Linked DNA regions of Gasterosteus aculeatus: region 2 is linked to region 1. A link is a contact called in public Hi-C data. All regions are on one chromosome and are shown on one strand. The core of a region is the stretch at or near the end of the contact, and the rest is flanking DNA. Distances in the headings are between cores, read along the strand shown.

Region 1 (5,217 bases), core at 492-2,991:
CAGTAGCAGAAAATATGGTCAAAACACGTATTATCTTTCCTGCTGAGCGATAGATGAGACGATCAAAACTCCACAACAGCAACATCAGCAAGTTTTCCACAATAATGCTAATAATATTCTTAAGGCTTTAATGTTGAGGCAAGAAAACTATTCTATAGATGTGCTTTCATTGGACACCATAAAAGTACACAGTTGCATAACTTTTTACAACTTTATATACTAGAAAAACAAGCCGTGCAAATGAGAGTTTGCTGGAGGTAAATTAAAATCGACCTGCTCACCTCTTCAGTTCTGATATTTGATCGGTGGCATCGACGAGTTTGTGCTCTGTGGACACCAGGTTGTTCTGTGGATACACAAAGATGAAGGACAACAGGTTTAAAGAGACGACCAAACCACTAAACACGTATGTACAGTAGATTGATAGATCCATATCTATAGATGGTTAGAGATCCGTTACCTTCAGTCCCTCGTGCTCCTTCCCCAGGGAGTCGTATTGTCCGAGGAGCTGCACAAACAGGACAGAGACCTCCGTTATAAAGAAGATCAGTGCTGATTAGAATGAGTGTTTTTCTGAATGGAGTCTGGTGGAGGAGGCAGTAAGTCATTTAATAAGTTCCACTGTTGTATAAAATATAAAATGTTCTGAGATATCTGGTTGGTGCCCCCAGATGACTAAATACATCCTCAACATATAGAAGAACATGTTTCATGGTGGGTGTGGAAAGCGACTTTAAGGTATCGGTTAAATAAGATGAGGTTGAGCTTTCGAGGTCAGAGGTCGTATGACGTCATCTCAGACTCACATCCTGCAGCATCTTGTACTCCCTCTCCCTCCTCGCCTCCCCCTCTTCGGCCTCCCTGCAGCTTTTCTGCAGCGCCTCCTCCAGCTGCCGCACGTGGGCCTTCAGGCGAGCGACCGAGGCGTCCTTCTCTTTGCCCGAGCGCCTGCCGTCTTCAAGCCGCTGCTGCAAGGTCTTCACGGCGGCGCCCGCCACGGCGTACCGCTCCGGCCAGGCTGCCTAACGGGGGAGAGTCACGTGGCCATTAGGGGGTGACGTCCAGGTTCTAACGAGAATGCCTCAGAGAATTAATGCTGGTGAGAAGATAAAATGAACCACCTACCAGTTTTTTCTCCAACACGCCGTTGGACGCCTGCAGGTGTCGGATGCGTCCGGTGGCCTCAGCCAGAGCTTCCTCCAGATGTTTGCACCTGTGCACAAACACGAATCACAATTACGCAGATAGGAAAAGGAATGAAACTGAAGTGAGATATCATGATGGGGAAATGTGGGGAATATGAACTTTAAGACTCAATTCCCGGCACAAAGGAAGCAGGAAGAAGACGGCGCTTTGTTTGTTGCCGGGAAGCTTGTCGTAAACAAGTGCATGTAAGAGGAGAACGCGGCAGCTTCTAAAGAAGGCGATGAGGATCACCTCTCTGCGAGGGCCTGGTTGCTCTCCTCCAGGTCCCGGGGAAGATCTCGGAGGTTCAGTTTGTCTCGCAGGCCTTGAATCTCGGACTCGTAATACGCTTTCAGATCCGCCACGTGTCGGGAGTGCTTCTCTCTCAGGTTCTGCCTCAGTCTGTGAATGTGTTGAAGAAAGGAGCTGAATAAACAACAACAAGGAAGTCAACATCTGGCGCAGTGAATCAACAGTGGAACCCGCGTCCTCACAGAGAAAGGACCACCGGGTCCTCCAGAGAAGCGGCTCTCTCCACGTGTGGCCCGGCTGCAGACGCGCCGGAGGCCGACCGGGGCTTCAGGGTGCTGCAGGGGGTGTTGCTGCCCTCCTCCTCGCTGGTTAAGGGGGTGGCTGCGCCGCGTTGCTGGCTGGACGCGAGGGGGCGCCGCCGGGTCTCGCCGTGGAGGATGAACGGGGGGGCGCGGGCCGCGTTTCCCCACAGCTTTTGCACGTCGGAAGGGGACGGTCCGGCTGCCGAAGCGCTGGAGGCGTCGGAGATGCAGTCCGTGTCTCCCGGGTTGCGGCTGCTCTCCACCGTGCTGTCGGGGGTCCCGGCTCCGGGGGAGTGGGGGGGCCGAGCGGCGAACGACGGGCTGCTGAAGTGAGAGGGCGAAGTGAAGCCAGAGGTTCGATCCGACTGCCGCTGGTTTGCTGCCGGATCCAAAGTCAACACCTTAAGAGAGGAACAGCAGCGTAATTTACTACCTGAGCATCATGTTGTGTTGAAGACTTGAAGAAAAAAAAAAAAATTCTGAGCTCAAAATGAGGGATACGAACCTCGATATTCGAGTATTGAAAAGTGAAAGCTGCCGTTGAACGCTTGCTCAAATTCATCAATTGGCCTTAATTTACTACCTGAGCATCATGTTGTGTTGAAGACTTGAAGCCATAAACTCATGTTTACAATGTTTACTGAGGGAATACAGAGAGAAGTAGAATAATTACCTCATAGACTCCTATGGGACGGGAGGAGTCGCCCCCTAAGGGTCACTAGTGATAATGCAACTTTAACACATGAAGCTCTGACTGGAGGTCGCCGCCTGATCTTCACAAAGTGGTCACCAATGCTACTAATAGTAAAGCGCGACGTACCCGTGGAGACGAAGGACTGGAGGTGACGGAGCCTTCCCAGTCGGTTCTTTGTTTGTTCTTGTAGATTTCTCTGAGAGACGGACGAGCCTCCTGAGACGGACTCTGCAACCGACGGAGACGAGACCTTTAGGAGGAGAGGCCCCTCAAGAGCAAAATTCTGTCCCAAGTCTTACATGTTGTTTTTATGTTTGTCTAATAGCAATGAAAACGCGGCGACGGTTGCCACGGTGACTCACAAGACTCAAGGACGCCTCCTGCAGGAGGAGGTAAGCGCCGCTGTCGAAGCTGTCCGGCAGCGGGTGGTAAAGTTCACTCTCGGTCAGACGCCAGTACGTGAGGCCTGCGACAGAGCGGAGTCATTGTAACCCATTTAAAACAGCAGAGATTAAAACACCCATGAGCTTTTACTATCTCTATCAAAGCGGTCGCTGGCTCTTTTGGTTGAAAGTAATAAAAATAATCCACAGTATAAAGTGACTGAATGGAAAACGTGGGTTTAATTCCTTTAATTTGAGAACCCTCTGCTTGATGGGACAGAAATACTCCTCGGTGCTAAGGTGGGCCTTTGCATAAGAACATGTTCATGCGTATGAATGTGGAGAAGGGCTTTATGTAAAATAGGCTGGTGGCTTGTGCACCCTGCTGTGTGGCTTGCTGCAGATAAAAAAACTCATTACAAATGTCATATTTCTTAATATAGTCGATTTGAGAAGATTGGTTTGGTGATGATATATTTTTCTTTTAAATGCAATAGTGATGGGATCAAAACCGTATCAGCTTAAAAGTAATATCCATCTCGCGCAGCCTGATATCTATTTTTCCTCTGAGCCATACACATAAAAAGATTTAAAGATATAACATTTCCGTAGGAACTAAAGCGTTTTGGTGCTGAGAGGAAAGAAGAATGTCAAAAATACTGACACACAATATAATACCATGTGGCTTCATAATGATTTAATGTGACACTTGTCAAAGTTAATGAAAAGAAAAGAAAAGAAATGTTGCAGGAAATGAAAAAGTGGACATTTTGTTCCTCATCACCTCATCGCTGATACAACGGCGCCATCTTACTGTCACCTGTGGTAGTAGTTTATTCTATTAGTCACGCGGTGTCGTAGCGACGCGTCTCTGAATAACTCACCCGATGCCTCAGACGTCAGGCTGTCGCTCCTCCTCAGGCAGAAGGAGCCGGACGGCGGCTAAAACCCGGTGAGAGACAAGTGGATCAGAGCCGCTGGGAACATTCACGACCCATTTCCCCCATATGGACTCAATCTGTGACTACCCGCCGAGTCCTACCTGGTCGTGGAGGTCCGTTGGTTTGTGAGATTCTCGGGGGCCGAGTGGCTGCTCCTCGTCCTCGGGGGTTTGGGATGAAGCCGGTCCCGCTCTGCTCCTCTTGGCCTGCAGCTTCTGCCTCTGGGCCCAGGAGGTCAGCAGCTGGCTGGTGCTGCCAACAGAAGAGGAGGTTATGGTCCTGGAAAAAGACTGCTAACAGGGGCTAAAGTGTGCTGGTGGGGGCTAAAGTATGCTAACAAGGATTAAAGTGTGCTATTGGGGGGCTAAAGTGTGCTAGCGAGGGCTAAAGTGTGCTAGCGAGGGCTAAAGTGTGCCAGCAGGGGCTAAAGCGTGCTAGCGGGGGCTAAAGTGTTCTAGCGGGGGCTAAAGTGTGCTAGCGGGGGGCTAAAGTGTGCTAGAGGGGGCTAAAGTATGCTAACAAGAGTTAAAGTGTGCTAGCGGGGGCTAAAGTGTGCTAGTGGGGGCTAAAGTATGCTAACAAGGGTTAAAGTATGCTATTGGGGGGCTAAAGTGTGCTAGCGGGGGCTAAAGTATGCTAACAAGGGTTAAAGTGTGCTAGCGGGGGCTAAAGTGTGCTAGTGGGGGCTAAAGTGTGCTAGTGAGGGCTAAAGTGTGCTAGCGGGGGCTAAAGTGTGCTAGCGGGGGCTAAATTGTGCTAGCGGGGGCTAAAGTGTGCTAGCGGGGGCTAAAGTGTGCTAGCGGGGGCTAAAGTGTGCAGCTCCTTCAGCTTGGAGTCAGTCGCAAAAATCAACTGAATCTTGTGAGTTGATTTCTTTAAATGTAAGAAGCTGAACTTAAAAAGCAGATGGAACTTGCTCCTCTAACGTGTGAGAACCTCAGTGAGTCTTTAATAAACTCACCCAGAGGTTTTCTGCTGGTGGTCCAATGGCTCAGTTGGTAAATCCTGCTGGCCCCTAATCCCATTTGTCTCTGTGTCTTCCTGGAGGCTGGGGGACCAGTGACGCTTGTCCCTCCTCTCACAACCCTCCTCGTCGTTCCCCGGGGACCCGGCGGGCTCCGGACCCGTCTCCCAGGCCGACAGAGTCCCGTAGCCACTGCTGAGCACCGTGGTGGCCCGCTCCTCCCCCCGGTCCCGGCTCTTGGGTCTCTCGGGCTGAGGGTGGGGGGGGCTCAAAGCGATCAGGCTGTCGATGTCCCCGGATGTATTTTTGGGGACCCTGAGGTGGAAGCTGTAGTCCTTTGCGCTGTGGGTGGTTTTGGTCAGCGAGGCGGGGGAGAAGTCCGCGTGCGGCTGGACGCTGGCCGGGCGGTTCTGGAGCTGAACCAGAGCTTTAATTTCATCCTGAATCAACTGGACAAAATGAGACACAGCATTGATGAACCCGATAAACACTATCA
Region 2 (5,860 bases), core at 2,697-5,196, 33 kb before region 1:
GGTCTGTTTCTACATGGTTCTTCTTAATGATGTCATCGGTGCCACCGGGTCAGATTCTGGTGAAACCAGATGACATCGTGCAGGTTCACCAGGACCTCGTTCAGGTTCAAATTGTTCTCTCTTCTTTCAGATAAAGTCAAGTCGTTCCGTTCTACACTCCAGGAAGAGGAGCAAGCCAGCAAACAGATCACCCCGAAGAGGCCGCGCGCACTATAGACACACTTCAAATAGATATTTCACCGTAACATTGACTGGAGAAAGATCAAATCCTGCCGCCGAGGAGGTCCAGAGCTGATGTAGCTCAGCTGTGAATTTACAACTTACTGTCTTCTGTGCGTGTGGTCTCTCCTCCACCTCTTTGCTGTACAGGCCGCCGTCGCTTCCCATCATGCATCAGGCCAGAGCGCCGTCTCCGCTCTCCCATCCTCCCGTGAAGTGTGTCTACAAGGTTTTGTATGTGTGAAACGTCACAAGTGCTTCATTACTTAAAAGAAGAAAAAAAAAAAGGTGAACAACTATTTGTTTTGAATACATTTTTATAGAGTCAAATCATTGCTTATCCTCACTTTGGCCAATTTTATAAACAATTTTTGCCATTTTGTGCAATATTAGGAGGATTTTACTCCTGCCCCCCCCCTCCCTTGTTTCAGCTCTGAGGGGAACGGGCTGTTGTCTGTGTGTAAAATGAGCCACTGTGTGTTTGTGTTGATACTGTATGTAACATATGTTTGATTGAGAGACACTAACCTTGCTTTACATTAATTGACCCAATGGGGGCACTATAATCAAAGACATAGTGATTGATTTCAGTCTCCCATCCAACAATTGCTGAAACAGTAAGTTTTTATTTGCCAAAATAAAGAATCTACTTCTTGTTGCTTTACTTGTTTCTTTTTGAGGCTTGTGTTTGTCAATTTAGTTGCTGCCAACAAATTTAGTTAAGATTAATTCCATTAATTACTACTGACTTTCCTGCCAAGTCTGTGGTTCTCAGCCTAAATACGTTCAGTCTAAAAGTAGTAATTTCCTCAAGCTACTTTACCTGTTTTAAGCGAATGTTTAAAGGGGATTTTAAGGGAATAAGGCATTTGTTGGGGACTATTTTCAGCTGCGGATAAATACACTTGTGCTGCTCTGGCGCATTGATTTCAGAGGAGCACTTTATTTAAGATTGCAGAACAGCGTCTCTTACATTCAAACTTAAAAAACATATATTTAATTTGACACGACTTGGAACACTTAGAGGGTATAAAACTAATAAAATTATATTGTAATATTTGTTACAATGACAAATTGCCGTTCCTCGTTGCCAGCGATCGATGCGTCAAGTCTCCGCCCTGAGGCTCCTCCCCCTTTACCACGTCCGCCTGTAGCATCTAAGCTAGCGTTAGCCGCGGCTACAACCAGGAACCCAGCACAACAACGTTCAACATTGCGACACAAAGCAGAAACAATATATTTATTTAGAAAATACTCGATTCGAAGAGTAGGCACAGACGTCACGTGCGCAGCCACAGTGGATTTATTTATTTATTTATCTTTTAAAAGGAGGGTTTTTCCCGCCTCTGCTCTGCTAGCGGTTAAGATTAAAACCTCACCAGTAGACGCGGCTCAGTCCGTCCAACCGGGGTTTGGCGACTTGGTTTCGTTTCAAAAGCGACTAGCGACTCTTCCTGCGGTTATTGGAGACTTTCCTGCTATCAGCTACTGTCAGTACCTCGGGAGATCATCACGTCCCGCTCCAGACTGATAATGAATCAAAGCCGCCGCTGATCCCACGTCGCACGTTCCCATTACGCAAACTAGGCGATGACGTCATTTAGCGACTTCCAGGACGCCAGAGCGTCTGTTTGCAGTAGTTCTTGATGTAGAAAAGTCCTGTGACATGCTGAGTAAGCAAGGCTTGTTAATTAAATCATACAATATAGGTATATGGTTGGATTGAAAACTTAAATTAAGAAGTTGTGAATGAGGTTTGGAATGGGGATTCAGATTTCTGTGGTAAAAACAGTCTTTTTTAATTGGTAAAAAGATAAAACAAAATCAGGAGTCAATAAGCCTTAGGACTCCTGCATCGGCATTGCAGGTAGAAATGAACGAAACGCCACTGGACAGAACAGTCATCGATGACAGCAGCTCTACTGGTTTTATTTTATCTCTGCACTGCAAAAAATATTTTCAATCAGCAGAACAAACAATCCATCATCTCAGGTGGCACAACCACCCTCAGGTGCTACGAGGCGCTACCAGCCTCAGGTGCTACCAGCCCCAGGTGCTACGAGGCGCTACCAGCCCCAGGTGCTACGAGGCGCTACCAGCCTCAGGTGCTACGAGGCGCTACCAGCCTCAGGTGCTACGAGGCGCTACCAGCCTCAGGTGCTACGAGGCGCTACCAGCCTCAGGTGCTACGAGGCGCTACCAGCCTCAGGTGCTACCAGCCCCAGGTGCTACGAGGCGCTACCAGCCCCAGGTGCTACGAGGCGCTACCAGCCTCAGGTGCTACGAGGCGCTACCAGCCTCAGGTGCTACGAGGCGCTACCAGCCTCAGGTGCTACGAGGCGCTACCAGCCCCAGGTGCTACGAGGCGCTACCAGCCTCAGGTGCCACGAGGCGCTACCAGCCTCAGGTGCCACGAGGCGCTACCAGCCTCAGGTGCCACGAGGCGCTACCAGCCTCAGGTGCCACGAGGCGCTACCAGCCTCAGGTGCCACGAGGCGCTACCAGCCTCAGGTGCTACGAGGCGCTACCAGCCTCAGGTGCTACGAGGCGCTACCAGCCTCAGGTGCTACGAGGCGCTACCAGCCTCAGGTGCTACGAGGCGCTACCAGCCTCAGGTGCTACCAGCCCCAGGTGCTACGAGGCGCTACCAGCCCCAGGTGCTACGAGGCGCTACCAGCCTCAGGTGCTACGAGGCGCTACCAGCCCCAGGTGCTACGAGGCGCTACCAGCCTCAGGTGCCACGAGGCGCTACCAGCCTCAGGTGCCACGAGGCGCTACCAGCCTCAGGTGCCACGAGGCGCTACCAGCCTCAGGTGCCACGAGGCGCTACCAGCCTCAGGTGCTACGAGGCGCTACCAGCCTCAGGTGCTACGAGGCGCTACCAGCCTCAGGTGCTACGAGGTGCTTCCGCCCGAGACTCACCAAGCTGTTTGCGTCACAGGAGAACTCACCTGGTTCTGTTTTTGTTGAACAAATATTTTCTGCATACATGCAAGTGTTTTTTTTTTCTTCCTGAAATTTTGCTTTACAAAATTGTAATGTGCACAAAAATGGAAATTCAAAATGAAGGGAAAAATGCATATTGAAATAAAATATATACATACTTACATATTCCTGTTCTATTTACTAAATATAGATGAACTGCATGATTATTTGTGCAGCTCTGTCGACTCAATTAACTAATTGTATTAGTATTATTCAATTTAAATACTATGTATGTTAAATGGACTCAGAATTTAGATATCATCTAATAATATTGAGTCCATAAAAGGCCGAAAATAGCTGTAAATATATTTCAATCAAAACCACAAATGTCGACCTGCCGGTTCTCCTGGAGGACTCTCAATATTACAGCAAGCCATTAGTTACTCACAGCTATATTTTGAGTATAAACAAAGTCAAATCACAAACATGTCGCGTTACCGTCCAATTGTATTTATTCCACAGAAGAGACAATGGTGGGCAGAGCCGGAGGTCGGGCAGAGGTCAGAGGTCACCCCGATCTGCCCGCACACAAATGAAACAGGAGACGAGAGAACCTGAAACCGTAGCGTTGTTCATCAAATACACAAAGTGGTTTCATCAGCGGACCATCGGTATACTGGTACGGACAAAATAATGAAAACACTTTTTAAAGCATTTAGGAGTATATTATAACTTAATGAGTGGTTCATAACACTTCATGTTTTGGAAGTTGTAAACAGTTACACATATATGACTATAGCCCATCCTATGAAGCATGTATAATATGTATAAATGCTTAAAAACAGAACAGAAATGTGAAAGATCCTGACTGTTTATGTGCATGTACTCATGTATTTGCAGGCAGGATTAATAATGTTTATGATTTTAATCTAAAACCCAAACGTATGTTTATAACAACGTTATGTTCTTTAAAGATTCCATCATTATCCAAATATAGATGCTTTATAATGTAGGGGGTGTTAACCTATTAAATATCTTATGAATTACTTTAAAGCAATCACAGTTATTAAGTGTTTATGATGCTTACAAATGCTAAATAACAGGGTGAATTTAAATACATGAGCATGTCAAGCCCAAATCTAAAACTGCATACATCCAAAATATATTTTAATCATTGCCACCGCATATTTTGACATTTAAAATTGTTTATGTCCGTCAGAGACCTACGTCTAACATCCAGTTTGGATTTATCAATCATTAAATCATATAGATCTTTGTACAACTTATTAATAAGGCACCTATTATGCAAGATGTATAGATTTATTAATGACTTAACAGTTTAATAAAAGTCCCGTTGCTGTTTAAACGGTTTGTAATCAACTCATAATTACCCATGCGGTTTCCTCATATCTTCTAATAACAAGATGAAGTCATTTCTGCATTTATTCATCTGAAGTTATTTTCTAGCTGCATTGACACTCAGGTTAGCGGTTTGCTCCCATTCTTTGTGCTAAGCTAAAGCTAAAGCTAAATAAAACATAAAACATGGTGGGGTGTCGACCTTACGTCCTACTCTCCAAAAGGGAAAACTGTTCCTTTAACCATTAATAAAGTAATTTCTTAAAAACGTATTTCTTCTTCTTAAGAAGGTGCTTTATTAAAAAGTGGTAACACAAGAAAAACCTCCGCAGTAATTAAAACACTGGACTGTGCATTTCAAAAACTACCCCGGACAAGTCTTATTCAAAACGTGGCAATAATTGTAATATTCTCAGATATAATCAGCGGAATCTATGGATATATATTTCCTTTAAACAGCGACGACGTAGCGGACAACATGACTGTTTTTATCACCGTGAAGCGTGACGGTTACGAAGCTCCGATCCGACTGGACGACATGCGGCGGCTCTTAAACTGAGCCGCTTCCTTCCCGCCTTTTTTTAAAACGCTCTTCATGCTGAGAAAAGACTCCGGTTTATGAAAACGAGTTCCTTGAAGCGCCCGGCGGGTTGTAAGAAGAGCGGAGCTCGGGTACAAACAGCTCTCACCAGGTGTGCGTTTGTGTGTCCATTGTGCCCCCTGCTGTGATCGTGGCTGTGACTAACAACAATATTGCACTGGTAAGAAAAACATAATTTAAAAAAACGACCAAAATGATGAAATAAAACCCCTTCCTGTGTTGGTCCGTAGCCGTGACGACCACCGAAGCCACAAATAAAAATGCTACATTTCTTCAAATATATTTCACCTGAAATTTCCAGAACATCATAATGATCTTTAGGTAAATAAATAGTTCTCCACCATATAAGTCCTACATATACATCTGTACAGTATGTACACTGAGCAGCCTCACAATCCAAACGGCAGACATTCAACAAACGGGCTGGGAGCCAAAAACATGGCGTTCACTACACAGCAGAAGCTCAAGCTCCGTAAAAAGCTTATTGTCAACGATTAGAGCGACACGCCCGACCTCTAAAAGTCCTTCTCAGACGCAGATAACAGATCGAAACAGGAGTAGAATCTCCGACATCCGGTCGAGGAAGTGAGTTACATCCTTCTCACTCAAAACACATGGCTGGGTAGAGTCTAAATCAGGGGGGTTCAAACTGGGAGGATCAACACCCAGATGTTCAGATTCCTTCTCAAAGCAGCAGGATTTGCCGCAGAAACACCTTTTTTTGTGTGTGTTTCAAAGCGCCGATGGCGGATGTCT

The links. Hi-C and Micro-C count contacts between places; a contact is called where the count stands out from the background.
Region 2: a Hi-C map of skeletal muscle shows a contact between it and region 1, with 4 times the contacts expected there. The contact joins two enhancer-like sites. A contact is called at or near these places in 3 of 6 Hi-C or Micro-C datasets (skeletal muscle and whole body).

Annotation. Positions count from the first base shown.
Region 1 is chr14:1,804,080-1,809,296 of fGasAcu3.hap1.1, reverse strand. It overlaps mphosph9 (M-phase phosphoprotein 9), which reads right to left. Exons shown (of 24, transcript XM_040197338.2): 5 at 4,719-5,170; 6 at 3,859-4,009; 7 at 3,701-3,758; 8 at 2,796-2,899; 9 at 2,560-2,661; 10 at 1,680-2,140; 11 at 1,438-1,587; 12 at 1,126-1,213; 13 at 807-1,022; 14 at 461-508; 15 at 282-346. Among protein-coding and RNA genes, the nearest start is that of mphosph9, 5.7 kb to the right of the region's middle. Within about 2 kb of position 1,741, at least 2 of the 9 cell types and tissues checked have open chromatin away from gene starts, as enhancers often do.
Region 2 is chr14:1,839,052-1,844,911 of fGasAcu3.hap1.1, reverse strand. pitpnm2 (phosphatidylinositol transfer protein, membrane-associated 2) reads right to left here. Exons shown (of 28, transcript XM_078088765.1): 28 at 3,639-5,860. It overlaps LOC120831705 (kinesin-like protein KIF2A), which reads left to right. Exons shown (of 21, transcript XM_078088770.1): 21 at 131-879. The coding sequence ends at 216. Among protein-coding and RNA genes, the nearest start is that of LOC120831705, 11 kb to the left of the region's middle. Within about 2 kb of position 3,946, at least 1 of the 9 cell types and tissues checked has open chromatin away from gene starts, as enhancers often do.